Regions from separate parts of the Mus musculus genome. Here regions 2 and 3 are each linked to region 1. A link is a contact called in public HiChIP or PLAC-seq and Micro-C data. All regions are on one chromosome and are shown on one strand. Each heading gives the region's core, a stretch centred on a gene start, on an enhancer-like site or on the middle of the called end of the contact. The rest is flanking DNA. Distances are from core to core; before and after follow the strand shown. Region 1 holds the start of Dmrta1 (doublesex and mab-3 related transcription factor like family A1). Region 2 has its middle 160 kb from the start of Dmrta1. Region 3 has its middle 140 kb from the start of Dmrta1.

The links. Hi-C and Micro-C count contacts between places; a contact is called where the count stands out from the background. HiChIP or PLAC-seq counts read pairs in DNA pulled down with a chosen protein or histone mark.
Region 2: a Micro-C map of the HL-1 cell line shows a contact between it and region 1, with 5 times the contacts expected there. The contact joins the enhancer-like site here to the promoter of Dmrta1 in region 1. A contact is called at or near these places in 14 of 39 promoter capture datasets (the 3T3-L1 cell line, 3T3-L1-derived adipocytes, the C10 cell line and 9 more), 4 of 15 datasets of contacts at CTCF or cohesin (CD8 T cells, liver, pro-B cells and 1 more), 60 of 484 Hi-C or Micro-C datasets (the 63-12 cell line, the Ba/F3 cell line, the C10 cell line and 37 more), 6 of 115 datasets of contacts at active chromatin or transcription factors (CD8 T cells, effector CD8 T cells, embryonic hindbrain and 3 more) and 2 of 9 other capture datasets (adipose tissue and liver).
Region 3: a BATF HiChIP or PLAC-seq map of CD8 T cells shows a contact between it and region 1, with 11 read pairs. The contact joins the enhancer-like site here to the promoter of Dmrta1 in region 1. A contact is called at or near these places in 11 of 39 promoter capture datasets (the 3T3-L1 cell line, 3T3-L1-derived adipocytes, the C10 cell line and 6 more), 1 of 15 datasets of contacts at CTCF or cohesin (CD8 T cells), 3 of 484 Hi-C or Micro-C datasets (memory CD8 T cells, natural killer cells and pre-pro-B cells), 5 of 115 datasets of contacts at active chromatin or transcription factors (CD8 T cells, embryonic forebrain, memory CD8 T cells and 2 more) and 1 of 9 other capture datasets (adipose tissue).

What each region holds. Positions count from the first base shown.
Region 1 is chr4:89,686,302-89,690,130 of GRCm38.p6, forward strand. Dmrta1 (doublesex and mab-3 related transcription factor like family A1) reads left to right here and starts at 1,897. Exons shown (of 2, transcript NM_175647.3): 1 at 1,897-2,638. The coding sequence starts at 2,008.
Region 2 is chr4:89,528,442-89,532,270 of GRCm38.p6, forward strand. No RefSeq gene overlaps it. Among named protein-coding and RNA genes, the nearest start is that of Dmrta1, 160 kb to the right of the region's middle. Within about 2 kb of position 1,725, at least 20 of the 459 cell types and tissues checked have an H3K27ac peak or open chromatin away from gene starts, as enhancers often do. A contact at or near this core is called in the 63-12 cell line, the C2C12 cell line, the HL-1 cell line and 2 more, where this site is marked.
Region 3 is chr4:89,548,720-89,552,548 of GRCm38.p6, forward strand. No RefSeq gene overlaps it. Among named protein-coding and RNA genes, the nearest start is that of Dmrta1, 140 kb to the right of the region's middle. Within about 2 kb of position 1,997, at least 27 of the 459 cell types and tissues checked have an H3K27ac peak or open chromatin away from gene starts, as enhancers often do. A contact at or near this core is called in CD8 T cells, memory CD8 T cells and natural killer cells, where this site is marked.

The DNA of each region.
Region 1 (3,829 bases), core at 647-3,146:
CTGTAAGACTCTCCATGCTTCATCTAATGTTTAGCTGTGAGTCTCTGCATCTCCATCCATTGGCTGCTGGGTGGAGCCTCTCAGAGGACAGTTAATAGGTTCTTGTATGCAGGCCCAACAGAGTATTGTTAATAGTGTCAGGGATTGTTTCTTGCACATGGGATGGGTCTCAATTTGGGCTAGTCATTGGTTAGCCATTTTCTCAGTCTCTGCTCCATCTTTGTCCCTGTACATCTTGTAGGCAGGACACATTTTGGGTTGAAGGTTTTGTGGATGGGTTACTGTTCTTATGCTTCCACTCAGAGTCTGGGCTAGCTATAGGAAGAGGCTACCTCAAAATCCATATTGCCTCTGTTAGGAGGCTCATCTTGAGTTGTCCCCCATAGACCCTCTTGGATCTCCCCCTATCACAGGTTACTGGCATGTTCTAGAGTCCAGGAGATTACACACACACCCCTGCCGCTATTCATCTTCTTTCTCTATCTGTTCTCCCTACATATGATCTCCCTCCCTGCCCCCTTCCACTTCCCATCACCTCTTCCACCCAGTTCCCTCCTTCCATCAACCTCTGATATCTGTTTTGATCCTTTTCTGAGAAAGATTCATCCTCCCTTGGGACCTCCTTGTTATTTGGCTTCGTTGGGTCTGCTGATTATAGTGTGGTTATCCTGTACTTTATGGCTAATATCCACTTATAAGTGAGTACATACCACGCATGTCCTTTTGGGTGTGGGTTATCTCACTCAGGATATTTTCTAGTTCTATTCATTTCCCTGAGAAATTTATGATGTTCTTGTATTTAATGCCAGTGTGTAAATGAGCCACATTTTCTTTATCCATTCTTCCTTTGAGGGACATCTAGGTTGTTTCCAGATATTAGTAACAGAGCTGCTATGAACATAGTTGAGCAGATGTCCTTGTGGGTGGGGTGGGGTGGAACATCTTTTGGGGATATACCCAGGAGTGGTATAGTTGGGTCTTGAGGTAGAGCCATTCCCACTTTTCTGAGAAACAGCCAAATTGATTTCCTGTGTACACATTTGCACTCCCACCAGCAGTGTAGGAGTGAGTGTTCCCCTTGCTCCACAATCTTGCCAGCATGTGCTGTCCTTTGGGTTTTTGATCTTACCCAGTGTGATGAGTGCAAGGTGGAATCTCAGAGTTGTTTTGATTCGTGATCCCTGGTGATCTGCATATTTCTTTACCTGCTTCTCAACCATTCAAGTTTCCTCTGTTGAGAATTCCCTGTTTAGCTCTGTACCCCATTTTTAGATTGGGTTATTTGGATTGTTGGTGCCTACCTTCTTGAGTTCTGTATATATTTTGTATATTACCAGATACACTAAATCTAATAGAACAGAAAATGGGAATAGCCTTGAACTCGTCGGTACAGGAGACATTTTCCTGAACAAAACACCAATGACTCAGTCACTAACGTAAACAACTAATAAATGGGGCCTTATGAAAATGAAAAGCTTCTGTAAATCAAAGGACACTGTCATTAGGACAAAATGACAGCCCACAGATTGTGAAACAGCCTTCACTAACCCTGCATCTGACAGAGTGAATATCCAAAATACATAAAAGTTTCTTTTTTCTTAATGGACCTTTCAGTCTGATCTGGACACTTTCTAACCTATCCCACAGGCCACCTCCCAGAAAGTCCCACTCTCCGCCCTAGGTCCTCCCCTGGCCTCCTTCCTTGGCCAGCCTACCCAGTGGGCGGGGTGGCCCTCCAGCCTGGCCCTTCTAGGCTCAGGAGACTGGCAGAGCTCAGGACACTGCCCCAGCTGTCTAGACTCAGAGGCTCACTGGCTGGCTGCGCCGTCGGTCAGGTTCTGGAGCTCTTAGACCCGGCGGTTTCTTGCTCTGGGACAGGACAGCAAACTCTAGTTAGTGCGCGGAGCGGGACAGCGGGACCTAGGCGGGTCCTCAGCCGGTATCCCCACAGGGTAGCTCTGGACAGCGCACTTGCTGGTTTCTACTCCTCAGAGGCGCCTTCTCAGAATGGAGCGATTACCTCACGGTCGTAGAGACCGCAGCGGCGGCTGCCGACCCCATCTGGCCCCAGGGCGGGCTGCTGCGCCCGCTTCGGCCGCGCGGTCGGTGTCGTCGGGGATTCCGGTGTCCGCGACTTTCCTGCGGCCGCCTGGCCTTTTTCTGCGATCGACCGCAAGCTCCGGTCGCGCAGGATGCGCTCCGGGCCCTGGGCTGGATAGGGCGTTGGGGGCGGTAGGCTGCGGCTACCCGCGGACCCCGAAGTGCGCGCGCTGTCGCAACCATGGCGTGGTGTCAGCGCTCAAGGGCCACAAGCGCTTCTGCCGCTGGCGGGACTGCGCGTGTGCCAAGTGCACCCTGATCGCCGAGCGGCAGCGTGTCATGGCCGCGCAGGTGGCCCTGCGCAGGCAGCAGGCGCAGGAGGAGAGCGAGGCCCGCGGGCTGCACAGGCTTCTGTACCAGGGGTCGTCGGGGTCCGGGGCTCAGGCTTCCGGGGGCAGCGGCAGGACCGAGAGTCCCCAGGTCTTGAATAACCCCATGGCTGTAGCTGTTCTGGGAGCGGGTGCCTCTAGACACCCTGGGAGCCGGTCAGTCCCAACTTTCGAGGTTTTCCAGCAAGATTATGCTGACAGAAAGCAGGGTGAGTCCTCTTTGGTTTGCTTTTCATGAGAGAAAATGATTGTTCTGCAAGAATGTGTAGAAACGAGCAGCAGCTCCTTAAGAGTGGACAGAAAGAGTTGTTTGAAAGAAGTGCTGAAGTTCAGTAATGTAGATCTACCCTGTTGATGGCTGGGATGGGGATAGTTAATAGGTTTTCACTGGAAGAGCTCATCCCGCGTCTAAAGACAATGAAAACAGTGAAGTGTATGGGATCACAGCCGCCGGCTCGCACCTGGAGTGGATTTAGGCGCAGTCGGCTTTGTCTTTGTGTGGCCGGAACTTAAGCAGGCTGTAAGAGAAAACTTTAGCGGGTGTGCTGACACTCTTTCCAGTTGCAAAGCCACAGTGTTCTTGCACAGGAAACCGGCTGACTATGGTTATTGTGACGATCTTTGATTTGGGGACAGTGTTTTGTCATCAGTTAGCACTTAAGAAACTGAAATTTCTCACCTTTTTCTTTCCTGCTCCATTTTAATTCTTTAAGCACCATTCCCAAAGGAGAGGAAAACTTTAGGGACTTATATTTAGTTCTCATTGGAAATAAGTTTGGGCCTTCCCTGTCGATAATGAAACCATTGACAAGAGTGTCACTTTGTAGCTGGAGAGATCTCAGCAGAGTATTCGTCTATCCTTGCAGTTTCCGGCCACAAAGTCATGGCCAGTATCTCTTGTTTAGATTTACAACTAATATGACCTCCAAATTAACTTTTCCTGTAATATCAATATCACTATGTTGTCATGAAATTTTCATCCCTGCATAGGGCCGCTGTTAAATGGGAATTTCCTTTAAATCATTTAGTTAAAATCCTAAACAGGTTGTATCACATGAAGTTATGCGATAACCGGTGGTAAGCTATTAATTAGAAACTTTGCTTGGTTGTCAAAACTGCAGATCTTAGCAAAAGAGGGTGTAGTTTCAAAAGAAGCCCATCTCTGCATTGAAAATTTACATTCACTTACGTCAAGTTTGGACACATGCTCTAGTTTATTTCACTAGACCAATGAACTTTAAGTGTTTCTCATGGAAGATAGAGACTGTTGAGAGATGGTAACATTCCTTCAGCTACACTGCTAATGAGATTTGGCTGATGGTATGGATTTATGTAAACGTTTTGTACTAAAGTGTACATTTTGCAGGCCTAATGATTGTATTAGATTATTGTGTCACAAT
Region 2 (3,829 bases), core at 475-2,974, 160 kb before region 1:
TGAAAAGATTCTTTCAGCCCTGAATTTATGGAGTGAATTAATTAAAACAATAACAATAACATCCAGTTCTGTTTTTTAAGTTGTCAGTAAGCAGTGGGCAAATCCAGACATCCTACTTTTTACCTGTGACTGAGCCTCATTCACAGACTATTAATGAAGGTATTAAGGACTGATCGAGTCAGTATTCTTAAACAACTTTGGATCAATAAAGTTCACTGAGGACTTGAATTTTCTCCTTTGAACGTGTCTGGCTGTCAGGCTGTCTTGGCCAAACTCTGAGGCTTGAATTTGCAGAGGAACATATTGTCAGGCCCCATAACTTGGAGCTGCTTTTGGTTTTGTTTTTTTGTTAGAGGTTGCTGTTCATTGAGTTTAATCCTTTTTCATCTGGCTTGTATATTGTTTTTACAATCCTTTTTATGACCAGATATATTTCACTAGCAATTTCCATTCGTGTTTCCACCCCACCCCCAGGCTAGACTCTCAGGTTTGCATAGATCTTAATTACATAGATCAATGATTATAAAGATCATTCTATCTCAGAACGACTTCTCAAAACACAGTGTCTGAAAACAATGCTTGTGGGCAAATAGGTTATTTGAGAAGTGACTTCAAGAGATCAGAGAATGGATAAAGAGAGGGCGAATGGATAAAGAAGGAAGGAAGAGGATCCCTCCTTCCAGGGGAGATTGCTGTGGTGACTTCCACGAGAATCTTCACCATAGCAGCTCCGAGATGCTTCCCTTTGTCCCAACCTTCACTTGAATCCACAAGTCACACTGAATCTGATGTTTTTGTTTGAGGTTTGATCCCAGGGACTTTAGGACACACCCTGGCTGCACAGCCAGGGGCTGGGAATGTTATGGGACAAAAAGAAGACTCACAGGAATCTTGGTGGACTGTGCTTAGCACATGGTTGCATCCACTCTGCGTTTGTATACAGACTTCCACTGGCGAGGTGATCCCAGGAGTGTGGCACACGTAACAGATTCGGAAGCTAGCTGTCTATGCTGCTGCTCATGTAGTGTATGTGTACATGACTAAGCCCATTCACTAAAATGTGGGGTAACTTTGTTGTTATTGGATATTGCTTTTATTAGAAATAATAAGTCAGATTAGAAAGCCTGAATAGATTGTTGTATGAGGCTGGGATTCTTAGCTACAATTCAGAAGCAGTTAGTTGTATGGTATATAGAATCAGCTTTTCTTAAAATTGTAACTAATGAGAATTTCTTCTTACTGTTGCCCTCAGACCTAGGCCTGTGTGTATATGGTCTTGGTTTTTATCTATTCACAAACATTGCCTTTTAGGCACTTTGTACAAGGCTCTCTAATCAAAAGTAATTTCTGTGATTTCTGAAAACTTCTTATCGTTTTGTAGTTAAATTCTTACAAGATCCACCAGAATGGATCAGACATTTGGCTTGACTCTCACTTATATGCTGTTTTTACATTCCGGATTGTGGCTTCCCATTTTGTAAAAACCTGGTTAATTTTCAACTACTCTAATTACTAAGCTTTCAATTTCCCCTGATCCTTGAAGTTATACATTCTGTGTTCAATAAAAGTAATGTATTTCGGCTCCTCACTTAGATGCTTAGATCTGGAACCTAAGAGATTATAATTAGTTCACCCCTGTGCCTCACAGTGTAACATAGTGCGCTTAAAAATATTTATGCAATGCTTAGGGGAAACCCCTAAAATGTCTTCTCATCTTTGTAAGAAAATGGAGCTATAAAAACATTTCTGACTCATGTCTTCAGATGCATAAATGTTCCGTTTCTATTTAAGAAACTCTAGGCTTTAAAATACCAATGACTCAGCTTGCCAGGTGTCTGCAGACAGATTTTCTTTTTTAAGTTTTAAATCAAAATAGTGACTCAGGTAGTTTCAACAAAAGTGAGAAATGAGAAAACACGCAGATTATGCACACGATGAGTCAAATTTGACTTAGAAAGATACTGGTTGTGAAAGTCCATGTGTCTCATGTCACCATCTATCTGAGATCTCTCCTGTGTGTAGCAGTGCTCACCCATGGCACTGTCTTGAGTGCACTTGGCTACCCATGAGAATGGCCTTATTTATAACACACAAGGGGTTTTGAGCTGACCACATTAAAACTTTTTGTAAAGCTGACCATGTTCTCCAAGAATCCCTCTTAATACTTAGCTGCATCTCCTTCTTTCATAGTTTTATAGCTTGGAGGCTTTTAGAGCTCAAAGTTCCCCCGTTGTATACATTTATCTCCCATCCAAGTGCTAACCTGGCCTGCCCTTGCTTAGCTCCCAAGAACAAACAGAATTGTGCTAGTTCAGGGTCCAATGGACATAGACTGAACATATGTACCTATGGGTAGAAAAAGAAGCCTCCAGAGATATAACAGAGATAGAGTGAATAACCAATTTTTTTTTGATAAGGAAAATAATTCTTGAATTTTGACCCAGACTCTTTTCTTCAAAGTATCTTGTTTGCACAGCACTCTCGCTTCTTTGGCAGTAGAGGGAAAAGAAATCTTGCACATTTGGCAACTGTTTCCAAGTCTTTAGCCAGAGAAAAGTTTGCATCCCATGCCAAAGGTGAAGCTTTATAGTAGAGGTGATACCTGGTCTTCGCTGAAGCAAAATCACAAATGACTGGTGCAGACATAGATTATTTCTGTCTCCTTGCCAAATTCTAGCAATTTGAAAGAATAGCGACTCAACCCGTGGGCAGACAGGGCAGGATGCTAGAACGTGGTTCCCGTGATTGGGAAGCCAAGCCTGGTTGGCTCATCCTTCTGGGGTCCCGGGGGTCCTTGACGGCTTGCGGATGAGACTGAATCTAGAGGTCAAGCTGTTGTAGAAGCGGCACCCTCCCATTTGCCAGCCGTGTAGCTCTGAGTAAGCTTTGTCAGCCCCCTGAAGTTTACTCTCACATTTAACATTTTAAGCTCTGAAGAAAAATATGACCTTCCCATGGGCGCATCTGCTAATAAAGTGGGCTTAATAAATAGAAATCGCCTTAATAAACACAAGCACACAGTGAATTCATTCCATCTTTCTCCTGTTTATTTTTCTCCCTCCTCCTTTGTTTCTCTCCTCTTTATTCTTAACTTCCTGGTGTGTAAAAGATAAGAACACAACAAGATTTACTGGAGGCACAAACACACAGAACCACTCAGATAGTGCCTTGAGTTAGGGTGTTTTAATGACGTTTTATGCCCACCCAGCCAAACCCACTCTGTACTGACAGAGGAGATTGTAGGAACCACAAAGTTATTCATAGCGTGACTCTCAGGCCCCAGTAACCATTACTCACCCCAGAGCAAGAGAAAGTTCCAGAAACATTTCTTTTCATATAAGGATGGCAAGGAGGAAAATGATGACTTGTGAATCCTTCATCGTATCTTTAGATAAAATAAATGAATTACTGTCTATGAAACCGCTGGGCTGGGTTCACCTGATGTTCTGAAAGCAGAGTGTCATCTCAGTTCCCATTTATGCTGGCCCAAGTGATTATATCCCTGTCCAAACAGTCACAGCCAATTAGTATTGGACACTCTTGTGTGTGACAGCTACCTTCTATGCACATTCCATGTATTAACTTCCCTCGTTACCACAGCTACTGTACACGAAGGACACTGTTCTCATTCCAGTTTAACAAAGATGGAAATGAGACAGAGACTGAGATGGAAGAATAAGGACCAGGACACTCTAGCTTCATTATCTACCTCTCTCCATCACATCTCACAGAGATGTCATGTTCAGCTCCTGGAAGACCCTCTCACACCATCCCAAAAAGCCACCAGGAAGGCTGCTTATTCCGCAAATTCTCCTTTCTGTTATTCTCT
Region 3 (3,829 bases), core at 747-3,246, 140 kb before region 1:
CCTTTCAAGGCAGCACTTTGCTGGGACCTAAACCCTGGAGACTGATGGGTTTGCTGCAGGGCTATTGTCTTCTGTCTAGTTCTCTTTCTCCAGATCCAGGGGCAGCTGCTGGGTGGGCCAGATTTCTCTTGTGTTTCTTTTTTTCTCTCCTCAGCCAGGCCTCCCGAGACTGTGCTCATCTGAGGATGTTCTTGTATCATTAGAGCATCTCAGATTCTAGCTACTTGCATGGCAGTTATGCTTCAGAGACCGTTTGTGTCTCTGAACCCTTCTTTGTCCCGTGTAAGTTCATCAAGAATCAGGGATCAGGGATGAGTATAAGGGTTGGGCACTTGTTGTTCAAGAAGACTCCTGGACGTATAAACATAATTCCCAAGACTCATAGACTCAAGACCTCAATACTTGATTCGAGTCCCCTCGTGTGCACCCACAACCTTTCCACCATTTTCCAAAAATCTTTTCTCATGTTTTCCTCTTGATAAGAAAGCATCAGCTCCCTACTTAGAAAATTCACTCCTTATCTGGTTATATGGGGTAGCCTCATAGGTTTCATTTGGAGTGAGATCAGTTTCTAAAATTTTCTTAGAACTCTAAGTCTGCCATCACAGTACAAGCCTAGTCCTAGGTGTCTGATCATTGTACTACCAGCAAGCTCACTTCATTTGTCTTCCTAAACACACTGGATGCTGCTTTTAAAACACCCAGACACACTGCATGCTGGTTTTAAAACTTCTGTTTGACCCTCTCCTATTTCCTCTTTGTTCCTGAATCCCTATTCCCCAACCATCAGTGTGAATGGAACCTATGTAAGTTGTGCCAAGGTGGCAGTAACAGAAGGCCACTTGGAGCTGTCAAAATTCCCTACATTCTGGTGACTTAAATACAGATAGAACTCACACCAACAGATGGATCCCTCTTATGAGTCTTAACAATGAGATTATAAAACACTCTTTAAAAGGATTTGCCAAACACATCATTTTGTCATATCAGGGGCAGTCTTTGAGAGACTCTAATAGGCAGGACTCATTTTCTATAAAACACATTGAGTTATGGCATAAGTCAAACCCTTTTTCTGATTCCAAACCTAGATTACTTATGTCTAAGCCTTCAGGTCTCTATTCTGGGTATAACACATAGCTAAATTACACTCCTAAAACTTGGAAACTGGACGGGCTCATCAATGCCTCAAAAGTCTGTCAAAGGACTTCTGACTCCAAGAGTTTATTAGTTCACAGTCAGTATATTTTGGGCCGAATTTGTGAATCAAATACTAATTGAAAAAAGTACAAAGACTATATGCTCAGTGGAGAGCTCACTGAGACACAAACCAAAACCCTTTTATGGACCCTCCTCTATAAGATGTCTTAACTCCCTTAATGGGCAATCATAGTCTCCACTTTCCTAGGTTCTGTGAGAAACATAACACATTACAACTTTTCATTTACTGCCTGCTGAACATGATTTAGTGGTCCCTCTAGGGCCTGAGCCTATCTCTGCCTTCTCAGGTACTGAGCAGGAGCATGGATTGTGACATCTGTCCTTCCCAGAGTCACATTTACTCAGGACTATACACTCTTGTCTTGACAGTTTCTCTTGCCTCAACAAAAAGAGCAGCGCCTACTTCGTTGTTAGTAGTCCGGACTTCACCTTCACTGTGTGTACAGAAACAGGGGTTCTTATGAACTCTGCCGTTTGCTATTCAAACACTCTAGAACTCAGAAACCAAATAATTATGCTAGCCCAAGGCCTTTCACAGGTACACGAGGTGCTAAATCTACTTCATAGCAGTTGGCCTTCAGAACTTCTTGGCTCTTGGTTTGTGGCTGCTGTTCAAGGTGGACACTGCACCACACACACAAAAAAGTAAGTAGGTTGCTTGCTTATGATAATAAATCTGGACAGATACAAAAACAATCAACACAATATCATCAAACATGCTGATGAGGCTTGGGTACAAGGATCAAAGGGAACGTTTGAATGGCGAGACTTTGAAACAAGTGAGAAAATGTGGTTTCCTGTTGATCTACTTTCTGGGGGTGCTTGTAGTCAGTTGTCTGCTTCCTGCATTTTGTTCCTGCATTTTAAACTTATGTGTCAAGTTTGTTTCCTCTGTGCTTCAACAGATCTATCTCTAAGGCTTTTATCCCTTACCCTCAGAAGTCTCTCTCCCTCCAAGTCCCCTGGGCCAGGAATGCAGACCTTCTAACAAAAACCACTCCAAACTGTAGTTCTTATTTTATAGCCTAGCATGGAATCTCTGCTAGAGTAACACATGATACATATGGGCCAGTGTGTTCCTTCTGCTTGGCTCAGAGAAGCCATTGAAGAAAAGGCCTCCAACCAGCTCTCTGGTAATTGGTTTGTTACACTGACAAGGTGGAATGTAGACGCAAGGCTATGATTAGAAAAACAGAAAGAAAACAGGTCTTTAGTTCAACTCTGGTTCAGAAAGTGCCCCCCCAAAAAACAAAAACAAAAACAAAAACCCAGACCTGTTCTACTCCTGTTGAGACCAATGAAAAGGTAGAGTATCATAGGCCTGTAAAACACCAACCAAGTGTATACATGGATGGGTCCATGGCTCCAGCTGCATATGTAGCAGAGGACTGCTTTATCTGGCATCAATGAGAGAGAAGGCCCTTGGTCCTGTGAAGGTTTGTTGTCCCAGTGTATGGGGATGCTAGAGGGGTGAGGTGGGAGTGGGTGGGTGGATGGAGGAGCACCCTCTTAGAGGCAAAGGAGAGGGGATGGAATGTGGGGTTTGTGGAGGGGAGACCTGGGAAGGGAGACAACACTTGAAATGTAAACAAATAAAATAACAAATTAATTTAAAAAAAATAAAAGAGAGAATGGCCTGTAACCTGGCTGTCACGAAGTGCAGCATTGCAAACCCATGCAAGAGCAGAGCACTGACCAGTCAGAGCTGTCCTCCTTTCCACTGTGTGACTAGAATGAGGGAGACCGAGTGCGTAGTAGCTTCTGCTAACCAAACAGGAAGGCTCCTAATTAGAAAACTCTCATCTTATCTTACGAGCCCATGCTGGCAGTTCTAATACTCCCATTGAAATGTGGCTAACAAACTTGTCAACTGTTTCAAGGAAAAAACACATAAACCAATCTCAGACAAGCCATTTCCTAAAGTTTCTAAGCTTAACAACTGTGTAAAGCGCTGGGCGGTGGTGGTGCACGCCTTTAATCCCAGCACTCAGGGGGCAGAGGCAGGCAGATTTCTGAGTTCGAGGCCAGCCTGGTCTACAGAGTGAGTTCCAGGACAGCCAGGGCTACAACAGAGAAACCCTGTCTCGAAAAACAAAAACAAAAACAAAACAAAACAAAACAAAACAAAACAAAACAAATCTCAACTGTGTAAAGCAAAAAAAGCCAAAAAGCTGGGGGAGGGGGGAATTTAAAACTAGAACCCCAAAGATGCTTAAACTTAGAATCATGCATGGCACAAAACTAGGGAAAATTAGAAAAAAAAAAGGTAAAAGAAAGTTCACTGTACATAAATCTATTATGCACACAATTGGACGTTTCAGGACTATTAAAGCCCAAGACACTTTAAACCACTTTTTACACATTTATTTCTAAATATTGATGGGTTGTTTCTAGCGGAAATGTTTTTGTTGCTGCACACACACACACACACACACACACACACACACACGCACACACACCCTGTAATGCTGACAGAGGGAAATGCATGGCTCTGTGGTCTTAACAGCTCAAGCAATACCTTTCTTCCAATTTCTGTACCCTTCTTCTATATCATTAGGCACTAATTGCCCCATTATAGTGCTTTGGGACAGTCTTAAAATTGTGCCCCAGG